Regions from separate parts of the Anas platyrhynchos genome. Here region 1 is linked to region 2. A link is a contact called in public Hi-C data. All regions are on one chromosome and are shown on one strand. Each heading gives the region's core, a stretch centred on a gene start, on an enhancer-like site or on the middle of the called end of the contact. The rest is flanking DNA. Distances are from core to core; before and after follow the strand shown.

Evidence for each region. Hi-C and Micro-C count contacts between places; a contact is called where the count stands out from the background.
Region 1: a contact with region 2 is called in a Hi-C map of skeletal muscle, with 1.5 times the contacts expected there. The contact joins the enhancer-like site here to the promoter of TNFSF4 in region 2. A contact is called at or near these places in 3 of 8 Hi-C or Micro-C datasets (liver, skeletal muscle and subcutaneous adipose tissue).

What each region holds. Positions count from the first base shown.
Region 1 is chr8:16,761,682-16,767,045 of IASCAAS_PekinDuck_T2T, reverse strand. It overlaps LOC113844284 (a long non-coding RNA gene), which reads left to right. Exons shown (of 11, transcript XR_011810939.1): 5 at 1,852-1,913. Among named protein-coding and RNA genes, the nearest start is that of TNFSF4, 60 kb to the right of the region's middle. Within about 2 kb of position 4,070, at least 1 of the 8 cell types and tissues checked has an H3K27ac peak or open chromatin away from gene starts, as enhancers often do.
Region 2 is chr8:16,702,388-16,707,058 of IASCAAS_PekinDuck_T2T, reverse strand. TNFSF4 (TNF superfamily member 4) reads right to left here and starts at 2,520. Exons shown (of 3, transcript XM_027462647.3): 1 at 2,127-2,520. The coding sequence starts at 2,339. LOC113844284 (a long non-coding RNA gene) reads left to right here. Exons shown (of 11, transcript XR_011810939.1): 8 at 2,069-2,207; 9 at 3,211-4,671.

The DNA of each region.
Region 1 (5,364 bases), core at 2,821-5,320, 58 kb before region 2:
AGCACTGTTTCATGTGCTTGTCTATCCCAGATAGCTGTCTATCCCAATGAGCTGCAAAATAACAGAATAAGCTGAAAAAAATAAATCTGAATTTCCAAATTATGACAAAACTCTGAAATGTTCTTGTTAGACTGAATAAACTGAAACATCAGGAAAAAGAGTTGAAAGCATTGAGATATCTTGATATATCCCCAGATCAAAATAGTATGCTTTAAAAAATGGAAATAGTACATTTTCTTTTAGTTTGTTTTGTAGTACGCTTTTCCAAGAACTCATTAACTCATGAGCCATACAGCTCCCAAGCCTGCTGCTGACACTTGAACCCCAGACAGAGATACTCTTGGGGGAATAGTAGTGCCACAGGAGTCATTCTGGCTCTTGCAGCTACCCCACAGCTTGGTTCAATTAGATATTTCTTTAACATTACAGGAAAGACATCGCTTCAAAGAGCCTGGTTGGAGCAACATTTTCCAGACTGTAAGGGAAGTGTAGCTCTGCATTTCTGGTATTGTCTGGAAATGAAACAGCCGGGGCGTGGTTCAACAAAATGAAGTATTCCATAAGAAATGAATTACCTTACCAAAACTTTGCTTTATAATTTTCTTTGTGGGAAGTTGGTATTTAGAAAAGAAATTATAAAAATAAAAAGGGCTGTTTGATTATTTGATTTTTGTGGAAACCCCAGTTCTTCTGTGAAAACAGATTGCCATTATGTCCTACCGAAGTGTGACAAGGAATAAGTCTTTTCTCCTTTAAAGAAAGCAAAGCAGAACAAAAAACTTAAAAGTTCAGTACAGAGCTGAATGTGCACAAGGAATGCTTCACCTTCCGAATGTCATCTAACGCTTACCTGCACCTTTCCCTGTCCCCGATTATATGGGCTGAAATCCTGACCTTGTTCAAGTCAATGCCAAAACTTCCACTAATTTCAGCAAGGGCTGTATTTCACCCATTCTCTGTTTTAGTAGTGATAGTTTCAAAGAAATACTTAGCTATCATAAAAGTACTGTGAACTGCTTTTAAGTTCCTGTGTAACTCCAGGTTCAGTCCTCTTAGGTTGCATTGGTTCTGAGCTGCCTGGGGAGTCCTACAAATAAAGCTGAGACTTATTCTGATTTTACACTGTGAATTCTGAGCATTCCTGTTGAAGTTTTGTTAAGGAACTGTGTATCTTGTGGTTACCTGGTTGAGTAATACCCAAACTTGTGTTGCTGGTAGGTGTTATGGAGGTTTGATACTGGCAAGTGATTATGTAAAACTGATTTTCCGAGTAGTCTGGGAAAGGGCACCTCTGCTTTCCTTCCTTGTCTGTTTACCACCAGTGGGTGAATGTCACCAAATGGATCACTGTGTGGTGGGCAGAGTGAATTGGGAATAGTAGAAGCTGGCCCTGTTCTCTTGGGGAAACAGGAGGCAGGGTACATCTACAGGCACTAAACTAGCTTTTCCCGCTTCTACTGCTCCCAACACCACTTCCTAAAGCCAGGCCTCTAACAGGCCCCCACCTGTGTGACTGAAGCTTAACCCACTCGTAGATGTGGCAGGGCAAATGTAGTATCCCCTCTGAAGGAAAGACCTTGCTGAGATTTCTAGTATTTCCCTCTTTCTCTTCATGTACCTACAGTTTTCTGGCATTTTCTTCCCACCCATGAGGAACTTTGCTCAGTGGGTTATGATTTTGACCCAAACCCTGTAGTAATGAAACTCAGTTTGGTTGTTTAGCTCCTGGTGTCTGTTGCTAACCTCTCTGCAGACAGCAGAGTTCACAACACACAGCACAGTGACCTTCCAAGAACTCCTGCTGTATGTTTGTGTTTACTCTCGTATCTCCTCTTGTTTTCTCTCTTTCAGACGTGGTGGCCTTTCTGCAATACAGACTACTGAATATCCAACAGTCCGTGTTGTCCTTCCAGGTAAGATACGTGATGGTGTTAACTCTCCAGTAGGAACAAAGAAAGTGGGTGTTCAGATATCATCTGCAGCTTACAAAATCCACAAAGGCATTTTCTAGTGAAAGTAGCTGGTTTTATTATATATTTTTTTTCCTTCAGAAAAATAAGTTTGTATGTCCATGACACACCTTTCTTCTATGGGAGGTGGATGTTTTCCTCCCTCCCTCCTTAATGAAGTCATGAGGAAATGAAAATTCAAGCCCGGTGAGGAATTGTGCTTAACAAAGGAAAGAGCAAATGTATTTACCAAAGGCAGAAAAATATGGAAATGTATGTTGAGGGTTCTTCTGTGAGTCCCCTTGCCACGGAGTGTCAGAGCAAAGCCTACCTTGGCCCTAGGTTGTGCCCCTAGGAGGAGCTGATGGGAAATGCTTTCAGAAGAGAGCAGCATGTTGAGCATGTGCACGGTTTGACTTCTAGCAATTTCTGATTTAGGTTGTCATGTTTAACAGCAAAACGTTTACAGATTTTAGAAGGTTACACTGTGTTGTTCAATTCCAAAACTGCTTATACTTTTGTCCTTTGAAGTTGTCCATGGGCAGGAGTCTCCAGTCTGCTTAGTTCTGTGCTGTAAGGTAAACAATTTACTTTTGGTTCCTATACATGTGCTGCCTGAAAGTGTCACTACTGCCCCTCAATCCTGTACAATAACAAATAAATAATCCTCCCCTATTTATGCTCTTATAACTTGTAGTTGTGTGTCTGGTAATGTTTTCCAGGCTGAAAGATCCTTCTTTGCCTAATCTCTCCTCAAATTCTAAGCTTTTGCTGTTCACCTCGCCTCTCTTTCGACCTTTCTAATTCTAGTGTCTTCTAAGACAATCCTAATACTGTTGTGTTTCGTGAGTGCAGAGTTGGCATATTCAGAGTATCCTGCACAAGGTCATTGGGTGCAATTAATTCAGGAAGGATTGGAATGTGCGTATGTTGGCAGACTTTCTTCACCAGATGTGAAGAAACAAGGCTTTTATTGACAGTGACCTGACAGCTTTCTGTTCTCTTACCATGGGCCAAGAGAGCCTTCTGTGACTCTTCAGGTTTCACTATTGTGAACGTTTGAGCAAATTTATTATCTCACCCTTCACCCAGAGTTTCACTTATGCTGAAGTTAGAATGATAGTGTATCTTGAAAGCATTTGAAAATATGTGGGGAAACATCCTTAAACTTCAACCCCTGATCTCATATTTTGTTACAAATGCATTTTGGGAACTACACACAATGAATTTCCAAACTTTGTTTTTCAGCAGGGATAGGCGTATCTCAGGCATTCTCAAATACCTCTGTTTATTTGTTAGTTGTAAGGAGTCTGAAGAACTGTTCTTGTTTCTCAAACAAACAAATTCCCTTTATTGGTAGGTGATTAGCAATTACTAGACTTTTCCTGGTTCTTTAACTTGTGATGGGAAATGAGAATGCCATTAAATGCTTAAATGCTGTTCACAGTTAATTGTCAGTCTGCCAAACTTATTCACATGACCTCCAATTGCTCAGTTCACCTCCTGTTTGGAGCTGCAGGGCGTATTCCTCACTGACCAGGCAGCTCTCTCTGCCGCTCCTGCACCCAGAAGGGTGTTCGCTCTGCCCCTGGCAAGCTCAGTTGAAATTTGGCAGAGAAACCACATGGATTTCAGCAACACACCATTTTGTGACTAAAGCAAAAAAGAGTCTGAAGCCAGCCAATTTAAGGATCTGTTTGCGTCTCCTTCATAGGAACTTGTTCCTGTTTGGCAGACAAGTGATGTGATTGTCTGAAGTGGGTCCGTCTCCTTGTCTGGCTTTGGCTTTCCTGTGTAATTTTGCATTTGCAGCAAATAGCTTTACTGTTTACAGAACCAATTGGTAAGAATTTGCCTTGGTCTCTCAATGCTGCTGGTTCCTAAGTGAAAAAGAAAAGTCATATGGAGTAAAGCATGGTGAAATGTGCAGCAGAAGAGCTGTTGGTGTCTGTAGCAGAGGGAGCTGGCATTAGCAGCAAGGCTGCCAGGAAGCAATGGGTCACACGAGGGGGAGATGAGCAGGGTGAGGGCTGTGTGGGAACTGGGCAGGAGGGAGCCAGGAGGAAGCAGGACTGAGCTAGACGGGAGATGCAGCAGTCAAGTGCTGTCCTTTGGGATATGCTGGCAGCGTAACCGCAGTGTTTTCTGATCTCTTGTCTCTGTGATCTCTTGTCTCTGTGGCCCTCTGCCTGTGGCTGCCTCCTGAGGACCTGTTTTATCTGAGCTGTACAAAACAAACCATGTGGGTTTCCTTGAGTGGTGTTAGCAGTTCAGGACCCAGAAATATTTGCAAGAAGCATAAATTCTTTCTGTTGTCTCATTTTACATTTGTCAACAACTTCCATTGCACCTGCATAATGTAGACAGTGCAGAAAGAAATGAGGCTGTAGCTTTTAGTGGTTAGTCTGTTTTCAGCTTCAGATCAAATATGTTTAAATTTAAAGTAACAGCTTCTTGGCTAATAACTTTATTCTGAGATCTTGAGCCTGAGCTCCTGGATTAGCTTGTGTTATCACTAGACTGCTCTAGCAAGTCAGCGTGACGTTTTTGTTACTGGAGTAGGAGCTTGCTTGCTCTTTCCTGGGTGTCTTAAGTATGTTTTGGTTAAGAGATCAAATTAACAGGAACTATTGCATGTAAAAGGAGAAGCCTGATTACAGTCATAATAGCCTTAAGCTTGTTTGAAGACTGTTTATTTTAAGCACAAGCAGGAAGGAAGATGAAACGCTTCCCAGGTCCGTGGTGGACAAGGCAAAAAGTCCTGAGCTATGGTAGTGGAGGAACCATCAAGCTGAAACCAAGAGACATCTTTAAAAGGGAGGGGTGGTGAGGAACTGGCATCGACCAACCATGGTAGCTGCTCAATCTCCATTTTCAGAGCTCTCCTGGGTGAGTGCAGTTGATGCTGGGAGAGAGTGAGGCCCAGCAGTAGGTCCTAGGGCTCTCCCAGGAGAGCCAGGCTGCTGAAACACCCCTGGCTCAGGCACACACAGGGTAAATGTTCTCGTTAACAAATACTGTTTGTAAAAATGCACTTGTGGTCTCATCCTTTCTGTCAAAAGCAGAGTGCTGTTTCTTCAGTGATGTCAGTTCATGAGGAAGTACTGAATTGCTGGGCCTTGCTCATGCAAAAATTTCTTCTTTGTCATAAATCCTACTCTATTCTTCATGGCCTCGTATCTAAGTGCACACCTGTGTGAACTGGCATCATGCAGTTTTCTTACTTCTTCAGCACAAAAAACAACCAAACCAAACAAAAAAATACAACAGACACTATCACCAAAAGAATTGTTTTCCTCTGGCTGCTGGGCTCTGCCACTGCACATGTACACACATGCTCTCATCGACTGTGTTTGTGTTGGCCACTTTCAAAATTGAGCAGTGTAACTGCAGAAGGCAGCAGTTGAAAGATCCT
Region 2 (4,671 bases), core at 1,271-3,770:
GAGGTGACTCCAGCAGAGATGGGAACTCATGAGCACTGCAGATACAAAAGCTGACTACCGATCACTATCATTTTTAGTAGTCGTTCCTTTGGAAATCATAGCTGAGGCTTGCTTTTCAAGCTGCATTGTGATACAAACCAGCTTGCCGTACTTTTTTGTTAAGCGCAGCGCAGACGCTGTCTTTCTTGAACGTGTGTTGTTTGTGCCGTGTTTTCACCGAATACTCCAGGGTGTCTTTTTTTTTTTTTCATATGACAAAAATAATTAGATGTGCTCTTGCTCTGAAAAAAGCACAGCTGTGTCTGGCTGTTACGGCTAGCGTGGCACTCTCCAGCCCTGGGAGCAGAAGGAGCTTCCCAAGAGCAGGGAAGTGACTTCTTGATCACTCCAGTGCTCAAGAGCCTGCCCTGAGAGTCAAGTCAGATTAATACTGCTCCTTCTACTGTAGGCATTTATAAGGTCAGTCCACAGTTATCCTACCACACCCTGTAATTCCCATGCTATGAAATCCCCCCAGGTACAGCCTGGGAGACCTTCCCGCGCAGCGTGGTGCAGTCAGAGCAGGATGCCGTGGCCGTCTGCCTAGAATTATGGAAACCAGCTCTCAACAAACATTTCAAACTGAAAGGGTCCTGTGGTGACTCCCAGAGCCAGGACTTTTCATCTGCTGCAGTCGCTGCTCCCTGATCACCCTGATTCAGTCGTTTCTATTGAGGAAGGGAAACTCCAAGCCTGCACCGTGTACCTTTCCCAGCTGCTGGTGCCTCGGGTTTGTAGGGCTGACAGACAGTGCTGTCAGTGCTAGCCCCTGCCATCGTCCTTTGGAGGAGGAGGATTGGAGTTAACATTTTCACAGAATAGAGAACTACTGAGAGACAAGGAGTCACAACCAGAGTGTGACCCCAGAGAGGTTTCTACACCTTGAGCAGGGTGGGATAGCTTGGCCTTCTACATTGGCTTCCAGAGCAACTTCTCTCAATAAAAAAAATACTAAAAGGAGAAGAGCTCTGAAATGAATGAAATGTGTTATCTTTTAGTGGCATCAGTGCTATCATTCTGAAGTCTAACAAGTGCTGTGAGGTGCAAGCCAGTGAAACTTGCATGCAGCCTGAGAGTTTTCATTAAACAGCAGGGGACCCAGAGCATGAGGCCATCTCTCCCTTGCAGGGTTATACGCCTGGCTTGTTTCTCTGCCAAGCCTAAGTGGGAGGAAAGAGTGAACTCTGTTAAGATGAAGCACAACATACTTTACAGTGTTAACCTAGCTCTTGGAGAAGATGTGGGAGGAGAAGTAACTAGCGCATAAGTGATACTGAAATAGCAGCAAAAAGTTGTTGGCAATCCACCAGTTTGCAAACACACAAAAGAGGAAAACATATTTGCTTCATTTTTTACTAAAATCTTGCAAGTCTCAGGCATTTCTCTTTTGTATATTTTTTGGAGTGGTGTTATGTATAAATGAAACTCTCTCTGGTCACGAAATCAGAGTCTGTCTCTCGTGTACACACAGAGGGGCACTTACTGTCCTCTGCAGATACAGATGACTATTCCCAGAGCCCAGCATGTGCACAGGCTGGGAGCACGGAAAGGGTCTCGCTAGAGCTGTCAGAAGCTAGCTTGCTTTCCAACATATCTACCTACACATATAGTACATTTTAACAGGTCAGAAGGTGATATGAGAAGCCTGGCTTCTGATCCTTCAACTTGTCCTTATTTAAAAGCAACCAGCTGCTCAGATGATCCCTTTTAATTAAAGTGAACACGTGTGAGTCACTGCAAGTCAGCTCCAACAACAGCTGCTGATGTGGTGAGGCCAGAGCCGCAAGGAGGCAGCCCTTGTCCCATGGGGTTTGTTGGGCTCCAGCACTGCTGGGCAGAGTCCCCTGCCTGGAATGAGCTCACCTCCTGACAACCTAGTCCCCAAAGCTCAACTTCGCAATACTTGGAGTTGTTTTGAGGGCAAAAGATATAAAAAACGAGCGATAGTTATTAAGGAATGCATTCAATACCTGTGGCTAGAATAGGGTAAGCCTAAAAGCTTTTTTTTTGTTGTTTTCTTTTCTTACAGAAAAGCCCATACAAAAGTTTACAGGCCAGCAGAGAACGGGTGGAACACGAGCTCTTACCGTCGAGAGTTGCAGAGAGTCTAGACCAAGATAAACCACGCAGGCAAGCAGTAATATCCACTGAGCAGCCGCGGACACCAGGTGCAGCGTGTTCCTCCTAACCTGCCCTCTTTTCCAGCTCTTCCACTCATCGCTACTCATGCCAGCAGGTTCTCTTTCGCAGTCCATCTGATCGTCTTGCTTTCTCAGCTCCGCATCTGGCTGTCCGTCCATCACAGCCACGCTGCCAGCAAGCACAGCCTGGGGAGCACGGGGCAGAAGAGATAGGTGCTCCCGTCCCAGGGGCAGAAATGAAATGAACACAGTGCCTTCAGGAGAGGGTTTTATGTGCACCAAGAAGCAGGCGGGGGAACTTCTTTGTGACTAATCTGAATTTCCCCTTCCTTTCTTTCTTTCTTTCTTTCTTTCTTTCTTTTCTTTTTTTTTTTTTTTTTTTTTTTTCTTTGGTGAACGTGGGGGCTGATTTGTTGCATCCCAGTTCAGTTTTGAGTAAGGCCCTTTGAAAGTAGAGAAGTGTTTATGTCTTTCATAACTTCAGCTGTAAATCTCTTAATATATACGTGACATTTCCAACAATAACTAAGAGTTGGATGGACACTGATCTCTTTGCTCAATCTTTTGACAGTAAAAACTCTCATCTTCCTGTTCAGCCTTAGGTTGGGGGTTTACAGGGCTGTCTGCCTCCCTTGTGGGTAGTATATGATGCTGCCGAAATCTCTTTGCAATGAAGAACCAATTAATAGGAGAAGATGTGAGTGAGACAGGCAGGCAGCATAAAGAACTAGAGGCAAAAATGTGCACCCTCCATTTCTCCTCACCTTTGTCTTCTAGCTTTATGGCCGTGGGATGCTGCATGAAACTTAAGAGGGAGAAAATGGGGAACTACTCTGGGAACATCCCTTTTTGCGCTCAGTGAAACCTGCAGTCTGGGGAAGGCACTCGGAGGGACACCCCTGGGCCATGCAGGTTTCACTTGTGGAAGAGGATTGCCTGTTTCTTGGGACACCAAGAACTTGAAATGCAATTTTTCCTATATGTGTCTAAGGGATTGTATTAAACTCTCCTCTGTTGTCTCTCTTCCCAGCACCTTCCTGTTGCTTGGTCGTCTTGTGACATTCATGTGTGACACAGGGAGCTGATGCAGGTCAGTTGTCCACAGCAAGAGCCAGCTCCTGTGCTCATTTCGGTTGACAAGGCTTCATACCCTCTTTTGGGGCCATCCAGCACTGCTCTTTCCACCAAGCTTTCAGCCAGAGTTTTTCTGCTGTAAATTAGCATTTTGCAGCTGAAGTCAGGTGCTACCTCCTCCTGCTGAGGATCGGGCCCGTTGGGAGTGTTTCATGTGTCTGTCTTTCAGGGTTGAGTTGGCAGAAGGTTTCCCTTCCCAAAATGTTTTCTCTCAGTCACAAGGCACGTGTCCTTTTGTCAAACATGTACCCTGCATGCACAGAAAGCAAGGGTAATGTTCTTTCATGTCTTTTTCCATTTGGGCAAGGAAATTTGTTATAAACATGAACTGAACAAACTGGGGAGTGCAGCAGTTGGGTAAGCAAACTGCTATGAGGACACTGAGCTCTCAACCCACTTGTTCTTGAACAATAACCTCCAAGTTGCCAAAAGCTGATAGATCAAGTCAGTAATGCACTCTGGTATTCGTCTCAAGAACAACCTGGAAATCATGGAAACATACAGAAAAATGTTCAGCTTCTGAATTTTCCATTGTTTGGGTGCATAGATAATTCCAATCCCGCTTTTGCCAGCAGCCGTTCACCAGAGGTGCTGGAGCCTCAGGCTGAGCCACAGCCCACCGAACCTCCCTAGCCCTCTTTCCTCGTCCCCAAATATGACAGCAGCAATGGTGAGAGGAGTTGGTGCCGCTTCTGGCACGTCTTGGGGCAGACCCCATTGCTCACGGTCCCCATGGCTGAAGCAGGCAGGCACAGAGGAGCACCGTGGGGCCAGAGGTGCCCCGTACCTGCCTTCCTACCTGCAGCGAGAGCCGCCAGCGAGTGACTGCAGAGGCAGCTGGCTGCAGGTCTTGCACAGCCTACCAGCAATTTTGTCTGTATTTCAGTGGGGAATCACAGAAAGAGAGAGCAATCGTCACACCACGCCTGCCTTCCTGGAAGAGCAAACATTGCCGTGTGCCAGAGCAGCTCCGCCAGGGTTGTTGCTCTGCCCCGCGCTCTCCCTCCCTGCTTCCTCCAGGAAAGGAAACTCAGGTTTGCTGACGCTGCTTAGTTTCTGCAAAAATGCCAGGGGTGCCAAGCTGAGACATTCCCAGCTCGTGTGATCCCATAACTCCCATTTCTGGGCGAGCCTCTGAAGCAGACACGCTCTCTCGCCCATCTCCCTCCCTGACTTTGGATCTTGCACTGGTTTTGTTTCTAAAAGAATGTACCCTGAAAATGTGGGTGGAGGTTGTGCATATGTATTTCTGAAATTGCCTCGTCATTTCTGTACTCCCCCAGTGCAAGTGTCGCTCAGCATGGGTTAACAACATGGGTAGCACCGCGGATCGAAAGCTACATTTCAAGTAATGTCT